Linked DNA regions of Mus musculus: region 1 is linked to region 2. The links are chromatin contacts, called in public HiChIP or PLAC-seq maps. All regions are on one chromosome and are shown on one strand. The core of a region is the stretch at or near the end of the contact, and the rest is flanking DNA. Distances in the headings are between cores, read along the strand shown. Region 1 overlaps Tulp3 (tubby-like protein 3). Region 2 holds the start of Tex52 (testis expressed 52).

Region 1 (4,873 bases), core at 1,835-4,334, 41 kb before region 2:
AGACCTTTGGAAGAGCAGTCGGGTGCTCTTACCCACTGAGCCATGTCACCAGCCCCTCTCTCTCTCTTTTTTTAAAGAATTATTTATTTATTTTATGTATATTAGTACACTGTTGCTGTCTTCAGACACACCAGAAGAGGGCATCTGATCCCATTACAGGTGGTTGTGAGCCACCATGTGGTTGCTGGGACTTGAACTCAGAACCTCTGGAAGAGCAGTTAGTGCTCTTAACCACTGAGCCATCTCCCCAGCCCCCCTCTCTCTCTTTTTTTTAAGATTTATTTATTTTATATATATATATATATATGACTACACTGTAGCTGTACAGATGGTTGTGAGCCACTATGTGGTTGCTGGGATTTGAACTCAGGGCCTTCGGAGAGCAGTCAGTGCTCTTAACCGCTGAGCTATCTCACCAGCACCCCTCCCCCATTTTCTTTTTTAAACTTTTTAAAAATTACATTTTAATTTGTTTATTCGGTGGGGGTTGTTTTTCTCCTTCTACCATGTGGGTCCTGGGAGGTCCCTCTGTCCACTGAGCCATCTCCTTGGCCCTCAGAACTGTTTTTCTTTAAAATTAAAATTCATTTACTTAGTTAAGAGGTGTGTGTACGGGGGAAGAGTTTATAGGAGCCGACCTCTTCCTTTCACATCATGGAACTCCAGATACTGAGCTCTGGTGCTCAGGCTTGGTCGGCAGTAGGTGTCTTTAACCACTAAGCTGGCTCACTGATGCTCAGAGCCTAGTTTCTAAAAGGATGAACACAGGAACCTGTTTTCAGTATCCAGCTACCCTACCACGCTGCAGCAGACTCTCCCCGGTGGGAGCTGGCAATGCAAGCACCTCACATCCACTGATCCTCACAGGCCTTCACTTTCTCACTTCAAGGGTGGGGATATAGCATGGTGATGAAGGTCTATGAACTCAGCATCAGGAGGCTGAGATGGGAAGCCAGCCTGGGTTACATAACAACACCCTGTCGAAAAGGAAAAGGAAACCAGGTTTGCTGCCAGGCAGTGGTGGGACATGGCTTTAATCCCAGCACTGGGGGGAGGCAGAGGTTGGTGGATTTCTGAGTTCAAGTCCAGCATGGTCTACACAGTGAGTTCCAGGACAGCCTGGAGTACACAGAGAAACCCTGTCTCAAGGGGGGGAAAAAGGCAAAAATAGACAAAACCGGGCACTTGATGTCACTGTGAAATTGTTTTTAAGGAGAAAAAGAGATTTCAGGGGAACTCTAAAACGCATGTCCTTCTGTAACACCAGCAACTGACAAAACAGCCTCTTGTCACAGAATTAGAGTGTAGTAGACAAAGTAGTGAAGAACAACTCTGCTAAAAAAGAGGTGATGTGAGTGTCTATCCTTCAAGCCAAGCTCCGACCATCTTGGGGTGTTTAGCTGCACCCTCTTGCAAAAGGACAATCCAAAGTGGGCATGCTGACTGTTTATAACCCCTCACATAGGGCAGGGGAGGGTCCCAAGACCCTCAGCTGAGTAGCTAGTCTCTGTCTACCACCTGTTGTAATTGCAAGCCTTGGGGACGCTGGAGGGCAAGGCTCCATCTGTGACACCAAGGGAAGTCCTCACATCTGCTGGGTGAGGCTTTTCAGCTGAGGTCTGTTGGGCGAAGAGCTCCCATTCCTGAGTAGCCCCTCCCCCCATGCTCTGTAAATAAACATTATTTCCACAGAGTGACCTTTGGTGGAGCTGGCCCTCAGTTTGTCACTGGCACCTTAGAAGGTGTTCATCTTGTTTATGCCTCCTCCAGAAAACCATCTGAGTAACAGGCGGGAGTAGGCAGTGGATAATTTTCAGAAGGAAAAATCATATACAATAACCACTAGGCTGTAGTCCACTACCTGCTTTCTCAGACAACAGCATAAACAACAACTGTTGCTAAGCATTCCCCCTTCAATGTCGAAGATGTTGAAACCCCAAACAAGCCTGGGCCACTTAGAATACAAGCCAGTGAGAGAAAGGAGGATGGATACCCCGTCTTAAGCTCTGCACCATCCTCACCGTGTTTTTGGAGAATCTCCTGAAGGTCTGGCTTGGGGGCTGTCTCCTCGGGGCTTTCCCCATCTGCACTCCCTTCCGTGCCTTCTTCTGGGGCAGGGGAGCCCACAGAGAGAACCTGAGGCTTGCTTTCCAAATCCTGAGCCTCTGGCTTAAGGAAAGCAGCTGGACCGTCGATGCCTAGGAGTCCAGAGGAGGAGAAAGGGTGAGAGTTAACCAGAACTGAGCTGGCCGGTTGCGGGGATGTGCTCCTATGGCTACCCAGGCCTGGGACCGATTCTATTAACGAACTTGGCTAACTCAAGCTTTGTTCAGAACCTAGGACTGAGACCAGGAGGTTGGGGGAGTGGCTCAGTGCCAGACAATGTTCATTCATTTGGAGAATTTTGAGGTTTAGTCATTCATTTCAGAAAGTACAATTCATTTTGCATCAGAATCAGTAGTTCTAGGGTGGACTTAAATTTGGAGGCATCTTCCACGTTTTTTTTTTTTTTTTCTCACAAAGACCCAGAAAGCGCCTCAGCATCCCCCCCCCCCCCGCCCCCGGCCTTATCTCGGGTCTGTGAAAACTGTACTTAAGTCAGAGGTGGCACTGTCTAAATACACACCGTGTAGGATGACGTCGCTGCGAGGCATCTGAGGGTCCACCAGAGGCGTGTGCTCCTCACTGCCTCGTGGCTTTAACCTTCGCAGCCTGGCTTCTGGGTTTGGCTGTACCATGAGTGGCTCAAGGCGCTTCTTTCTCTGCTTCTTCTCCAGCAGTGCCCTCTAGAGAGATAATGCGGCATTACAACACAGGGCCTACCCTCTTGGAATAGCTTAGACTATTTTTTTTCTGAGACGGAACGTTCCTATGGATTCCAGACTGACTTACAACTAGTAATCCTGCCCAGACCCCCCAAATCCTGGGATTATAGGGATGCACCCCCTCCCCCTAAGGCCAACCTCAGTTTTGCATTCTTGTTCGGTTACAAAAATTCAAAATCAAATGACCTTGACTGAAGTGGGAAGAAAGAAAAGGCACCTGGGACATTCTGAGCAGAGAACAAAGAGTCTGTGGGTAAAAGCAAGATGAAGAGGCAGGGGGTGGGGCAGGGCATTTGCTTTGTGTTCTAGTTACTGCTGCAGTGCTAAACAACAGAACCAAAAGTAACTTAGAGAAGAGAGGCTTAGCTTCCACTTCCACTCAAGTCTGGACAGGAAACTGGGGGCAAGAGCTAGAGTAGAGGCCTTGGAGGAAGGCTGCTTGCTTACTGGCTTGCTCCTTGTGGCTGGCTCAGTTTTCTCTTATTTACCTCAGGCTAACCATCCCAGGCATAGCACCACCCATAGTGGGCTGCATCTTTTCATATTAATCATCAATCAAGAAAAATCCCACCCCCAGGCTTGCCTACGGTCCAATCTGACGGGAGCAGTTTCTCAATGAGGTTCCCTCTCAAGTTGAGTCCAGCTTGTGTCAACAACTAACCTACACACCCTTTGTGTTCAAAGCCGTGGTTACCAATGAGTTTGGGGGTCGCTCATTTAGTCTCAGCTACTTTGGAGGCTGAAGCAGGAGGATATCTGCCTCTGCCTCCTAAGTGCTGGGATTAAAGGCTTGCGCCACCCGAGCCCAGCACAGGAAGATATCTTGATCCCAGGAGTTCATGTCCAGACTGGGTAACAAGGTAAAGTTAAGTCCCTCCAAACCAAACCAAACCAAACCAAAGCAAACCAAACCAAAGCAAACCAAACCAAACCAAACCAGTAGCAAGATAAAGAAAGCAAGAAAGTCAGGCAGAAAAGCATGAAGGGTCAGGAGAAGGTTCCAGTACAATGGAAAGGAAAGGGCTGGCACATGTACTATTTTTTTTTAAGTTATATTTACTCTGCGCATAAATGTTTTGCCTGAAAGGATGTATGCACGTGCTACAGTGCATGCCTGGTGCCCACAGAGTTCAGAGGAGGGAGTCAGATCTGGAACTGGAATTCCAGACGTCAGGGCTGTACAGTGAGACCCTGGTTAGTTTAAGTTAGAAACACTTTAGGACTGTTAAGTCATTAGGGAGATGGGAACTGGGCTGCATTTCACACCCACTGAGATGCTAGGAGCCAACACTAAGAGCTTGAAGATTAGACGCCTCCTCCTACACTTGGAAACATGAGATCAAATGCAGTAGCTCGAGTGGCTATAATCTTCGGGTGTCCATCTGGGGAGACGGGAGACAGGGACGGGGGAGTCTGCAGAAGCTCCAGCCAGCTAACCTCAATGGCTAGGTGGCTCATGCCACCCACGGCTCTGTCTCAAGCTGGCTGGACAGCTGAGGACTGAGACCCACAGGTTGCCCTATGATTTTCTCACACAGGAACAAACACACATCCACATAAGCCTGGTATGAGATGTGACCGTGCCCCATAAATATGTACAATTATTATGTGTCAATCAAAGATGAATGTGCCTCTTATAACCTGCCCTTGGTTCTTATTCAATAATTAGTCCAGTAAAGGAAACAAACGCAGCTGGGCAAGGTGGAACACGCCTGTAATCTCAGCACTGGGGAGGCTGGAGTCAGCCTGGGCTAGGGTGAGACCCTGTCTCAAAACTCCAACCCGTTCCCACGTCAAAAATAACTAAGTAGCTGGGCAGTGGTGGCGCACGCCCGCCTTTAATCCCAGCACTGGGGACACAGAGGCAGGCTGATCTCTGTAGTTCGAGGCCAGCCAGGAACTGCCATCCAATCCCCCGCTCCGAGAAACTGAGCTGTTTCCCCTGTTGCTTCTCTGCCACACTGGGATGTAACTTAGGGGGCTGCGCTGGCTACTTCTATGTCAGTTTGATCTAAGCCAGAGTCATCTGGGAAGAGGGAGTCTCAGCT
Region 2 (5,431 bases), core at 1,764-4,263:
CTTACTAGTCCAGGTTTCTTTCTCTCCCAATAAGCAGCAGCAGAAACGACCCAATCCTGAGCTCCATAGAAATGTGACCATCAAAACTGAAATCCCACTGGGCGCACGTGAGTATGGGGGGGCGGGTCTCAGACCCGTCCAATCCTGGTTCTGGGGCCTATCTTCAGGTTATGTCTCTAACTCAGAGGGAGTTTGAGTTCACAGTTGAGCAGTGCCCCTGGAGTGGGAAGTAGTAGACCCCTAGCATTGCCTACCTCTGATCTCTCCTGCTTCCTCCTAGGGCGAAAGATGAAGCCTCTGCTCCCTCGGGTTAGCTCATACCTGGTGCCCATCCAGTTCCCAGTGAACCAGTCCCTGGTGTTACAGCCCTCAGTGAAGGTTCCCTTGCCTCTGGCAGCATCGCTTATGAGCTCAGAGCTCGCCCGTCATAGCAAGCGAGTCCGCATTGCACCCAAGGTGTTGCTATCCAGTGAAGGAATAGCCCCGCTTCCTGCCACAGAACCACCGAAGGAGGAGAAACCCCTGCTTGGAGGGGAAGGGCTGTTGCCTTTACTTCCTATTCAGTCCATTAAGGAAGAAGAAATGCAGCCTGAGGAGGACATAGCACACTTAGAGAGGCCTATCAAAGTGGAGAGCCCTCCCTTGGAAGAGTGGCCCTCTCCGTGTGCATCGCTCAAAGAGGAGCTATCCAACTCCTGGGAAGATTCTTCCTGCTCTCCTACCCCAAAGCCCAAGAAGTCCTACTGTGGGCTCAAGTCCCCAACGCGCTGTGTCTCAGAAATGCTGGTGACTAAGCGAAGAGAGAAAAGGGAGGTGAGCCGATCCCGGAGGAAACAGCACCTTCAGCCCCCCTGTCTGGATGAGCCTGACCTGTTCTTCTCAGAGGACTCCAGCACATTTCGGCCAGCCGTGGAGCTCCTGGCGGAGTCTTCCGAGCCTGCACCCCACCTCAGCTGCCCTCAGGAAGAGGGAGGACCTTTCAAGACCCCCATCAAGGAGACATTGCCTGTCTCCTCCACTCCTAGCAAGTCTGTGCTCTCTAGAGACCCTGAGTCCTGGAGGCTCACACCTCCAGCCAAAGTTGGGGGGTTAGATTTCAGCCCAGTACGAACCCCCCAGGGTGCCTTTGGCCTTCTGCCTGACTCACTGGGGTTGATGGAGCTGAATACCACCCCTTTGAAAAGTGGTCCTCTCTTTGACTCGCCCCGGGAGCTCCTCAACTCAGAGCCCTTTGACCTGGCCTCTGACCCCTTCGGCAGCCCTCCACCACCACATGTGGAAGGCCCCAAGCCTGGCTCCCCCGAGCTGCAGATTCCCAGCCTTTCAGCCAACCGTTCTCTCACAGAAGGCCTTGTCCTGGACACAATGAATGATAGCCTCAGCAAGATCCTTCTAGACATCAGTTTCCCTGGCCTGGAGGAGGACCCTCTGGGCCCTGACAACATCAACTGGTCTCAGTTCATCCCTTAGCTGCGATAGAGGCAAGGCCTTGCCCCTGCCACTCAAGCCGCCTGCTATCCTGGCACTTGTGTGGCTCAGGGTACCCCAAGCCGTCTGAGGGAAGCTAGCAGGCAAGGGCTGAGCTGTGCCCTTTGACCTAATTATGTCAAGATGATAGCCGCATCTAAGCCACACCAGGACCTATGCAAGCAGTAGGATCCCCCAGAGTCCGAGTCCTCCACTCCCTGCTGGCAAGTGAAGTGGGTGTGACGAGCCATGAGGACCAGGAAGTGCCCATTAGTCACTCGGTGCTCCTGGCAGGGTAACCCTTATAAATGGTGTCAGCTCCCCAAGTTGTCCTGTAACTATAAATGTAAGCGTATTTCCTTAGCTCATTATCCAGAGATGGCCAGGATGGGGAGAGGGACGGGGTTGCACTTTGCTTCTGCTTGTGGCCTCTGGGGGAAGGACCTGCAGTGCAGTCTCTCCACACTGTGGGTTCTGCTATAGGCTTCTAGAGATACAGGTTGCCGTGCCAGGATCCTGCTTACTGCCCTTTCCTCGCAGCTCCCCAAGTCTCCAAGTCAGTGGTACTGCATGAAGAAATCCTGCTGTGAAAGCCTATTGGATTCGGGTGTAGGGAGATGGGTGTGCCTGAAGCAAAAGCATGGGTACTCACAGGAGTCCTATTAGGTGTTTCTCTGATAGTGTTCCCAATCATGCCAGGGAGTCTACCACTGAGATCTCAGGCTGAGGCCTGAGAAGGAGAAAGTGACCCCTCACTTGCCTGGCTTCCTTAGCTTGCTCCTGAGCTTTGCAAAAAACCACCCTAGACCCCACTCTACAAGCTACAGAACAACACTACTGTAACTACCTACTAAATAAAGCCCGTGGCACTGGTCTTGGAATTGAGCGAGAGGTGGAGCCTGGGGGTGATGGGCAAGGCCTGCCCCTGCTGCATGGGCCTTCCACAGATGCTCTCTCCCGCACCCTTCTTGGACTCTGAGGTTGCCAGCTTTGTCTGTTGCGATGATTCATATCTATAATCTCAGCCTTTGAGAGGTAGAGGCTGGAGGATCAGCCCTCTATGCTACATGAGATCCTGCCAACAGAGTCCAGTTCCCACTGTTCCCTGCCCTGCCCACCTCTTCCTTGCCACCCCAGACCTTGTTCCATGGGACCAGACTCTGACTTAGGTCCTTGTTGATCCCTTGGTAACAACAGCAGTTATAGTCCTCCAATTCCCTCCCATTCCATTCAGTATTCAGGCCTGAAAGCCGAAACTGTTGTAGGTGTCTCATTACCACCTCTATCCCAGCTCCAAGCCCAGGAGCCAGCCCCCTTCCTGCTCCTGAGCCTTCCCAGGCAAGGCTCTCGCTCAGCAGCTCCTGTTACCAAGTTTGTAACCAGAACTGACAGCGAAAAGCATCAGGGACTGAGGAGCCTCCCAGGACAGGCAAGGGCCTCCTCCCAGCAGCACCAGTCAGGAAGCATCACCATAGCAACCCTAGCAGCAAACAATGGTACCAGAAAGGGCTTTCCTCCAAAGCCGCCTCTCCTGGCTCTGTGGCTCAGAGGAAGAATGGCCAACATCCCGAAGAAAACATCCCTCCAAAAGTCAAGCCTGAGCCAAGTATCTCGTACCAGGGAGCCTTTCCTGAAGGTAGAGTGGGGCCCAACAACGCAGCCAGCCTTTCAGGTTGTCCTGAGCAGTAGTCTCTGGTACATAAGCCAGTTTCTGCTTTCATCCTGTGGTACCCTAAGTTGGAGCTCAGAACAGAAAGGAGAAGCCTGGGCAACAGGTTGAAGAGGCCTTATCTAAAGGACTTGGGATCAGAAATGTGCTTAGCTTTGGGATTTACTTTTGGATTTTGGAGTATGTGTATGTATGTCAAACTATGTTGGGCAAGGACCCCAAACTTAATATAAAATTCCTTTGTTTCATATGTACCTCGTACACAGCCTGGAGGTGATTTAATGCATGCAGCATTTTTAGGATGTCTATGATTTGACTGAGGCTCATCACAAAGGTCAAATGTGGAATTTTCCACTTTGAGACGCCATGCCTTTGCCCAGGGTGGGTGGGTGGATATTTTTTTAGCATTTGTGATACATTTTCAGATTTTAGGGCTTTTCGTTTTGTTGAGGCAGTCTTGTTATGTAGCTCGGGCTAGCTTGATACTATCAGCCTGCAGTATCTCTGTCTCAACCTTCTCAAGGGCTGGCAGTATAAATCTGTGCCAGTATGACCAGTTTTGGTTTTGTTTGTTTAATTTTGAGACAGAGCCTCCCTATATAGCGCTGGTTGAAATGCACAGCTGGACCAGGTTATTGCCAACCCTGTGGAGTGCTGCCTCCTAACTGGAGTTACAAGCACTTACTGTCATGCCTGGGATAGACTAGGCATGTTTGTGTTAGCTCACAGACCTCTCCTCTTGTAGAAGACTTAGGGAATTCGGTCCAGCGTGGCATGCCTTTCATTTTAGCATTCTCCAGCCTGCTCCACAGGGGTACATGTGAGACCTCGCCTCACAAAACCGGGAGGAAGGAGAGAGAGAACAAACATGCAGGCGGCCACTGAGCCGACTCGGGTGCTGAGATCAGTTGCTGCACCTGACAGCCTGAGTTCCAGCTCTAGAATGCACACGGTGGAAGAACAGGCTCCTACAAGCTGTCCTCGGGCCTCCACATGCATGCTATGACATGTGTGTGTTTACACACGCACTAGGGTTTCTGATTTTAAGAAGTAAGACTTGGGGATGGTACCGAAGAAACTGGTGGGGGTATTGGAGTGAGGAACGCCCTAGAGAGGCTGAGAGGGAGGGACATTTCTGTCCTGGGCTGACTATGAACAAGCTCTTCGCCGTGTTTCATATAGCTAAGTACACTGAGTTTGAACACAGCTTAAACCCGAACTCTACTCAGTTGAGACCTTGTGTGAATTCCTTACTGCAGCAGAGTCTTTCCACATGTGACATAGGGACTTGTCAGTTTTCTACTGCTGTGACAAGATACTCGTGGTAACTCAAAAGAAGACAGGGTCACCTGGGCTCCTGTGTGTGGTCATTTGGCCCTGCTGCTCTAGACCTGTGAGGCAGCACATGGAAGAAGAGTGTGGAAAGAGACAGGAAGGATCGAGGGTCCCACTGTCCCCCTTAAGAGCATGTTCCCAGTGGCCTAACTTCCACTAAGCCCTCAACCTAACTGCCTCCCAGTCGGTCCTCAGACTGGAACCAAGCCTTTTACAAAGGACAAGCCTTTTGAGGGACACTGACACAAACCATAGCAGAATTTGGATATTTGCTCATGGGGGTGTAGGGAAGAGGGCACAGAAAAGGTAAGGAAATTCTAGATTCTTTGTAGACCAACTGACCTTTATTGAGAAATGACGGAAGATGCCCATGACAGCACAGGTAATAAGTGGACTCTGGCATGGAAAGGCAACTAGCCCTCCTTTTGGGAAATTGCCTAAGGTGTCTCTAGGACCAGGAACGGGGAAGGTAGGTGTACTGGCTAGTTTTGTGTCAACTTGACACAGCTGGAGTTATCACAGAAAAGGGAGCTTCAGTTGAGGAAATGCCTCCATGAGATCCAACTGTAAGGCATTTTCTCAATTAGTGATCAAGGGGGAAAGGCCCCTTGTGGGTGGTACCATCTCTGGGCTGGTAGTCTTGGTTCTATAAGAGAGCAGACTGAGCAAGCCAGTAAAGAACATCCCTCCATGGCCTCTGCATCAGCTCCTGCTTCCTGACCTGCTTGAGTTCCAGTCCTGACTTCTTTGGTGATGAACAGCAATGCGGAAGTGTAAGCCGAATAAACCCTTTCCTCTCCAAGTGCTTCTTGGTCATGATGTTTGTGCAGGAATAGAAACCCTGACTAAAACAGTAGGCTTCTAGAATGGCCAGCATGGGTCATCCCCTAGGCTCGATGTGTCTACAGGGACACATAAGAGGACATCGGAATGGAGGTGAGTGGTGAAGAGTGAAAGTTG

What was found. HiChIP or PLAC-seq counts read pairs in DNA pulled down with a chosen protein or histone mark.
Region 1: an H3K27ac HiChIP or PLAC-seq map of embryonic stem cells shows a contact between it and region 2, with 5 read pairs. The contact joins the enhancer-like site here to the promoter of Tex52 in region 2. A contact is called at or near these places in 3 of 39 promoter capture datasets (the 3T3-L1 cell line, frontonasal cranial neural crest and macrophages), 9 of 484 Hi-C or Micro-C datasets (LSK cells, the P5424 cell line, embryonic fibroblasts and 3 more), 9 of 115 datasets of contacts at active chromatin or transcription factors (the 230-238 cell line, the HPC-7 cell line, the SCID.adh cell line and 4 more) and 3 of 9 other capture datasets (adipose tissue, liver and pancreatic islet).

What each region holds. Positions count from the first base shown.
Region 1 is chr6:128,331,812-128,336,684 of GRCm38.p6, forward strand. It overlaps Tulp3 (tubby-like protein 3), which reads right to left. Exons shown (of 11, transcript NM_011657.2): 3 at 2,627-2,786; 4 at 2,022-2,198. Among named protein-coding and RNA genes, the nearest start is that of Tulp3, 22 kb to the right of the region's middle. Within about 2 kb of position 3,085, at least 67 of the 459 cell types and tissues checked have an H3K27ac peak or open chromatin away from gene starts, as enhancers often do. A contact at or near this core is called in the P5424 cell line, embryonic stem cells and primordial germ cells, where this site is marked.
Region 2 is chr6:128,372,497-128,377,927 of GRCm38.p6, forward strand. Tex52 (testis expressed 52) reads left to right here and starts at 3,014. Exons shown (of 3, transcript NM_027697.1): 1 at 3,014-3,103. The coding sequence starts at 3,023. Foxm1 (forkhead box M1) reads left to right here. Exons shown (of 8, transcript NM_008021.4): 7 at 38-107; 8 at 281-3,390. The coding sequence ends at 1,470.